Linked DNA regions of Zea mays: region 1 is linked to region 2. A link is a contact called in public HiChIP or PLAC-seq data. All regions are on one chromosome and are shown on one strand. The core of a region is the stretch at or near the end of the contact, and the rest is flanking DNA. Distances in the headings are between cores, read along the strand shown. Region 1 holds the start of LOC103641469. Region 2 holds the start of LOC103638807 (zinc finger protein WIP2).

Region 1 (3,134 bases), core at 359-2,858, 140 kb before region 2:
TTGGAAACCAAAAAGTGCCTCGCGGACGGTCCGGCCCTGAGGCCGGACGGTCCGCGGTGGTGGCGCGGACGGTCCGCGCGTGCACAGTGTCAGTTAGGGTTCCTAGTTTCTCACGGGATTTGTTACCTAAAACCACGGGTTTAACTCGGGAAACAGTTTGAAGCAGATCCAGACCTCCCCCTTTATATAGATGAAGGGCTACGGTCGATTGAACCCCCAACAATCGATCAAATCAAGTCTATTTCTCGTTTTTACCTTATGCGTTAGGAGTAGCTCTAGTTTAGTTCTAGTTTAGTATCCCAATCCTCAAATTCTCCACTTCTCTTCGACTCTACGTCGATTAGAGGAGTCTAGGTCGGTCCACCGGGCCTAGACAACACCTAGGATCTCTCCTCCCCGACGGGGTCCCTCCCGGGAGCGAGATCCAGGCGCCGGCGGCGACCTTCGCCGCCCCTGCGCACGCGCGGACCGTCCAGCCTGTAGGCGCGGACCGTCCGGCCGTTAGGCAGGGAGCCCAAGCCCCTGCACTGGGTCGTGGACCGTCCGGCCTCTGGCCGCGGACCGTCCGCGCCTCTGCAGAGAGCACCGCCATAGTTCGTATTGAGTGATTGGCGCCCCCATAAAGGCACCAACAATACTGTTCACCATGATAAAGGTTTTATCAAAAAGGGAATTAGTCCTCTTTATTTTTAAATTAAAACTTGACCAACTAAAAGCCACCATATGAGCTGGCCTACTATACAACCAGTCCACTTATCCCAAAGTGCAGTACATGTTTAGTGTGAAAGAACTCACCCTTGCCTTTTTTTCACCCACCTCTATGTACTCTTACTACACAGAAGGTGAAGAACATGTGTCCTAGACACCAAGAGTACCAGGACTTTGACAAATTCTAGGCACGTGATCAACTAGTCAAATGTAAGGGATCTTTACTAGTGGATTTGTTATAAAGTTGTTTATGTTAGAATACTATTATTCATTACTAATGAAGCAATGTGCCTTTAATATAATCCACTACATGTGATTTCTATCCTGTCACATGTATAGTGATCATTCGGTTATGTTCATAAAACACTACCAAACTCGCCTTCTTTGCCTAGTGCCCCAGACAGTTGGCAAAGGCCTTTTTGTACTCGACAAAGGCTTTGCCGACTGTACTCGACAAAGAACACTCGGTAAAAAAAATGTCGACAAGGGGCTCTTTGTCAAGTGTCTAAAAACAGTCGGGAAAGGAAAGCACTCAACAAAATAATAATAAAAAACAAAAGAACAACAAAATATTATTTGACCATTTTTGCATTGAATTTGTTGCTTCATAGTCAACAGATTCGAACCCATAACCTCCTCCTCATGTGTGACCTCTACCAACTTTTTTGCAATTTGGCCCTTTTCGGGTTTTTTTCCCACATTTATGCCCCTGGCAGTTTCATTTCAAAAAATGGACCCTTAGCTCGGCGCCGTCATCATTGGCGCCGAGGTTCTGTGTGCCGGCGCCAATCTTATTGGCGCTTATACGTCAGACGTCGGTGTGACCTGGATCTACGTGGCACGTACCTCGGCGCCATAGATCTTGGCGCCGAGGTAGGCGCCCGGTCAACGACGCCTACCTCGGCGCCAAGATCTATGGCGCCGAGGTACGTTCCTATAAATAGTACCCTACGTCTGGCTTGTTGCTGTGCTCATTTCAATTCTTCTAAACTAGAGATGTCTAGGCGTGGTAAATATGCTAAACAAAGGTAAGTTTTGGATCTGCCTCTTATTTTGTGAGTTTATTATATTTCTGATTGTTATAGAGTTTATGGAAATTTAGGAAGGGTCCTTTGACCGGAACTGCCTTCGACCCGCTGCCTTTGCCAAGTGGTGTTCCAGTGCCTATGTGTTTTTGTGGTGATCCTTGTAAGGTCGATAAGTCTGAAGATCATGACACCTATCGACAGAGGTATTGGATGTGTGCTAACTTTGCATTTGAGCCAACTATTGTTCAACGTCGGATGAATTTAATGGTGAGAATAGTCTTGTTATATGTTTACATTTGTGAATGTTTTTGTAAATGTTTTTTTGCGTACTAATAATTGCACATTTTGTAGACTCCTCCACCGCTATGTGATTTTGAGCAGTGGATTGACACAGAAATATCAGAGAAAGATAAGAAGTGGCTGGAGAATCTTCAAAAGTGGGATGCAGAGGACAAAGAGAGGATGAAAAAAAGACGAGAGGAGCTTGCTGCCGAGCAACAACGTGAAGACGAAGAGAAAATGAGGCGTGTTGCTGAATGCAGGGAAGATAAGGAGAAGAAGCTTGAGCGTGCACGTCGTGCAAAGGAAGCAATGGAGGAGAACCCTGATGCATTTCGCAAAGGCAAATGGCCCCGTTGTACTCAGTAGTATTGGTGTTTTATTTGAAGTTATGTAATAATGAACTTATTATTCGGTAATATGTATTGTCGAACAATGATATTTCGTAATGAATTACCTTCAAATTGATGAAAAATTACATAAATACATAATTGATGAAAAGTAGATTTAAAGCAATTCTTGAAGGCGACTTGAAGCAATTGAAATAGATAATCAACACGCTGAAAGCAATTGATACATAAGAGTTTTCTAGTAGTGCTCCCACATTCCAAATTGAGTTGACCCTTCCCCATAGTATCCTCCCATTGTTGGTGTCTGCTGTGGGTGCGGTGGAGACGACGGAGGACCAACATTCTTGTTGTGACAAGGGCAGCAACAATATGGATCTGGGCATACTTGCACCTGTGAAGCACCACCATTGTTTGTGTCTCTTTCTTCCTCATCATTTTTGTTGCTTACTTCTCTCTCTAGATCAAATATCCTATTCTGTAGGTAGGATATGTATTCCGCATGAGGAAAAATTGGACGAGGATCTACCCAACGAGTGAACCCACAATTCTCATTGACCAATGAATGCTGCATAAATGTTTATAGTTAGTTTCACTGAACAACAAAAGTATTTAGAAAAAAGGACTACAAAATAATTTGTACATATGCATAAGGACATCTGAAGAAACGCCGGCCTCCATCAATTCCACCCTCAACGAACATCTGCACCAAGCAATCCTCGCCATGCATGCACTTCGGCCAATCTTCTCTCCTATTATCGTAGGACCTAAG
Region 2 (2,928 bases), core at 403-2,902:
TATGTGTTTTGTATATGTGTTTAAGTTTATTGTCATCAATTAGAATATTAACACAAAATAAAGACCTAAATCAAATAGTGTATTGGGAGTTGAGACGGAGGGAGTACTAATTTGGAATACAAGGAGTATTTTTTGTGCATATTTTGTACAGTATACGGTAATTTGTATTCTAGTGACTGCGTCCTCCAAAACTACGCTCTTTTTTTGTAATTATAAGCGTGCGCTGGCCGAGCAGCTGTGTGTTACTTCCTGGCACACCACCTACTAGTCGTAGCCGCCTCTCCTGGCCCTCTAATTAAACTTTCTCTCTCTAGGTGGGACACACCGGTCCAACATGCATGTACCGCTAGCATGATGCATGCATGAAGCTTGTTGTCACGGAGCCATCTAGGTACTAGTCTATCTCCTTCTCTGTGATCGTCTCTGTTTAATTCTGAGCATGTTTAGGACTTGACACGCGCATGTGCACGTTATAGTACTCGTCTAACTTATTGTTCTGTCGCGGAGCATGATCTTAGTAACACATATGATTACACACTCGTCTATTTTTAAGTGACAAATATATATATATATATATAGTTCGTGTAAACGCTATGATCCCGAAGAATGGAGATAAAGGGTCGGCGGTGGTTGGTGACGGCGGCGCGAATGACGGTGTCACGGGAGAGGGGGAGCTAGCTAAGGATGGCGAGGTTGCGGAAAAGGGAGAGGGTCGAGGGATAAAATATGATTCATAATATTGTTTCTTGGATTTGAGTAAGGAAGAGTGGTTATTCGGCTATCTGAACCGTTGGTTTTGACAGTGTGTAATTCTGGTTGTAATTTTTTTGTGGATTTTAGTCGAGGTTATGGGTCGTGGGGTGGTTTGGCTGAGTGGCTTTTTTTGCAAACTTTAAACTGATAGATTATTATTAGTGGTACATATAGATAGAGTGTGTATATATTTTTCTCATATGGGACAATTTCTTGTATGCCACCAACATTAACCAATACCTTATTTATCGTCGTAAATGTTTTAATTCATTTTGTGCCACTTAGATAGTGGTACATAAGAGATTATGACATGCAATTTTTTTAGAGCGTGTTTGAATGCACTATAACTAATAGTTAGCTACTAAAATTAGTCGAAACATCCAAACAGTCTAACTAATAGTTCATCTATTAGATACTTTTAGCAAATTAGGTAATAGTTAGCTATAGCTAGCTATTTGTTAACTAGCTAGCTAATTCTACTAACAATTTTTAGTCAACTAACTATTATCTCTAGTGCATTCAAACACTACTAACCTCCTATATCACTAATGATAGTATGGAAGGATAAAAAGTGCTATAGAAGTGACGTTACCAAGTAAAATTATTGTAGCATACAGAGATTTTTTTCGTACAGGGTTCACGCGTGCATGTTTTCAACGAGTGGAATAAATTTCGTATGATGCATAGCAGGTGGAATATTTGGTTCCCAAACTATACTTCCAAGTCCCAAGATTTTCACCATGCATTTACTGAGTATACAGCATACACTACTACTTGAGCTTCAGTATGAACGCCACTTTCCGAACCTTTGCGTTTGTTCCTACTCGTCATCAACCTTCATCTATTCTCTCTGCTGTCAGCCAGGAGATATTCACCCCACTCTTGCCTCTTCTCTCTTTCTCTCTCCCACACACACTTTCTCCATACCCCTCTCTCTCTAGTGAGCTTCCCTTTCCTCCACTACAACCTCAATTACACCTTTAGGGCTGCAAGCACACGCTTCTCTTTCACTCTCTCTCCATAGGGAGTACCTACTAGCAGCTGCAACCCTGGCCATCTCATCTCTCTCTCTCTCTATAATAGTTCCCCATCTCCCTCCCAGCCACAGCTCTTCCTCTTCTTCTCTATCTTCAGCTCCACTCCACCACTCCACCATGGGAGACCCCTACAGCAATTTTCTCAGAGGCCACTACTCCCACTTACCTCCCTCCAACGCTCCCCCCGCCACCTCCTTCCCCAGCAGCTACGCCTCCTCCTACTACCTCCACCACCCGCCTCCCCACTCCCCTCCCATCAGGGAAGCCCTCCCCCTCCTCAGCAACCTGACGCCATCGTCAGCGACCAACCACAACCACGGCGGCGGCGACGTCCGAGATCACAAGGACGGCAATAAGCGCGCCACTTCGCGCAGCAACCAAGAAGAGGCCGATCAGGCCGCCGCCGGGGAGGTCACGGTGGCCTTGCACATCGGCCTGCCCAGCCCCGGCTCCGGCCCCAGCCCCTCCGAGTCGGCGGCGGACGGTGGCGATAGCCAAGAACCATCAGCGGAAGGGAGGAGCCAGCAGCATCAAGGCGTCGACCATGAAGCGGGGGAAGAGGAGGAAGCGGAGGAGGAGGACGCCATGACGGTGGGCTGCGCGTCCATCGGGATCGGGAGGCTGACGAAAGGGCAGTACTGGATCCCCACCCCGTCGCAGATCCTCATTGGGCCCACCCAGTTCTCCTGCCCCGTCTGCTACAAGACTTTCAACCGATACAACAACATGCAGGTGAGGGGCAGGCGCAGCTCATCCCTGAGTCTCATCGATCGATCTGACATGCTCTTCCTGTTCTTGCTGTGCCTGATTTTGATCGATTTGGTGCTGGTGCTGGGTTCCGCTCTTTTTTTCGTGATTATCACCCGCTGCGTCTCGTCTATCATCTTTAATTTCCTTTCATTTTTGTGAATTTCCTTCCCTATATCTTTTTGTGTTTCCTCTTCCTTGCTGCATGGATTCGACCATCAGAAGAGATGTGCATGCATGCATCCATCACAAGCTCAGGAGTAGTACTAGACCTGCAGGCTTGGATCATTCAATCCTCCTCTCTCTCCCCCTTCTCTCTGATCCCATGTACCTTTGATTTGATTGAACCGAGCAGCAGAAGGGAGAAGCAGGAGCGACACAGAGGCATGCA

What was found. HiChIP or PLAC-seq counts read pairs in DNA pulled down with a chosen protein or histone mark.
Region 1: a contact with region 2 is called in an H3K4me3 HiChIP or PLAC-seq map of leaf, with 7 times the contacts expected there. The contact joins the promoter of LOC103641469 here to the promoter of LOC103638807 in region 2. A contact is called at or near these places in 14 of 25 Hi-C or Micro-C datasets (bundle sheath, ear, endosperm and 5 more) and 1 of 3 datasets of contacts at active chromatin or transcription factors (leaf).

What each region holds. Positions count from the first base shown.
Region 1 is chr9:107,276,264-107,279,397 of Zm-B73-REFERENCE-NAM-5.0, reverse strand. It overlaps LOC103641469, which reads left to right and starts at 1,608. Exons shown (of 3, transcript XM_008664820.4): 1 at 1,608-1,736; 2 at 1,811-2,003; 3 at 2,088-2,464. The coding sequence starts at 1,624. The coding sequence ends at 2,384.
Region 2 is chr9:107,134,505-107,137,432 of Zm-B73-REFERENCE-NAM-5.0, reverse strand. It overlaps LOC103638807 (zinc finger protein WIP2), which reads left to right and starts at 1,652. Exons shown (of 2, transcript XM_008661621.3): 1 at 1,652-2,522. The coding sequence starts at 1,908.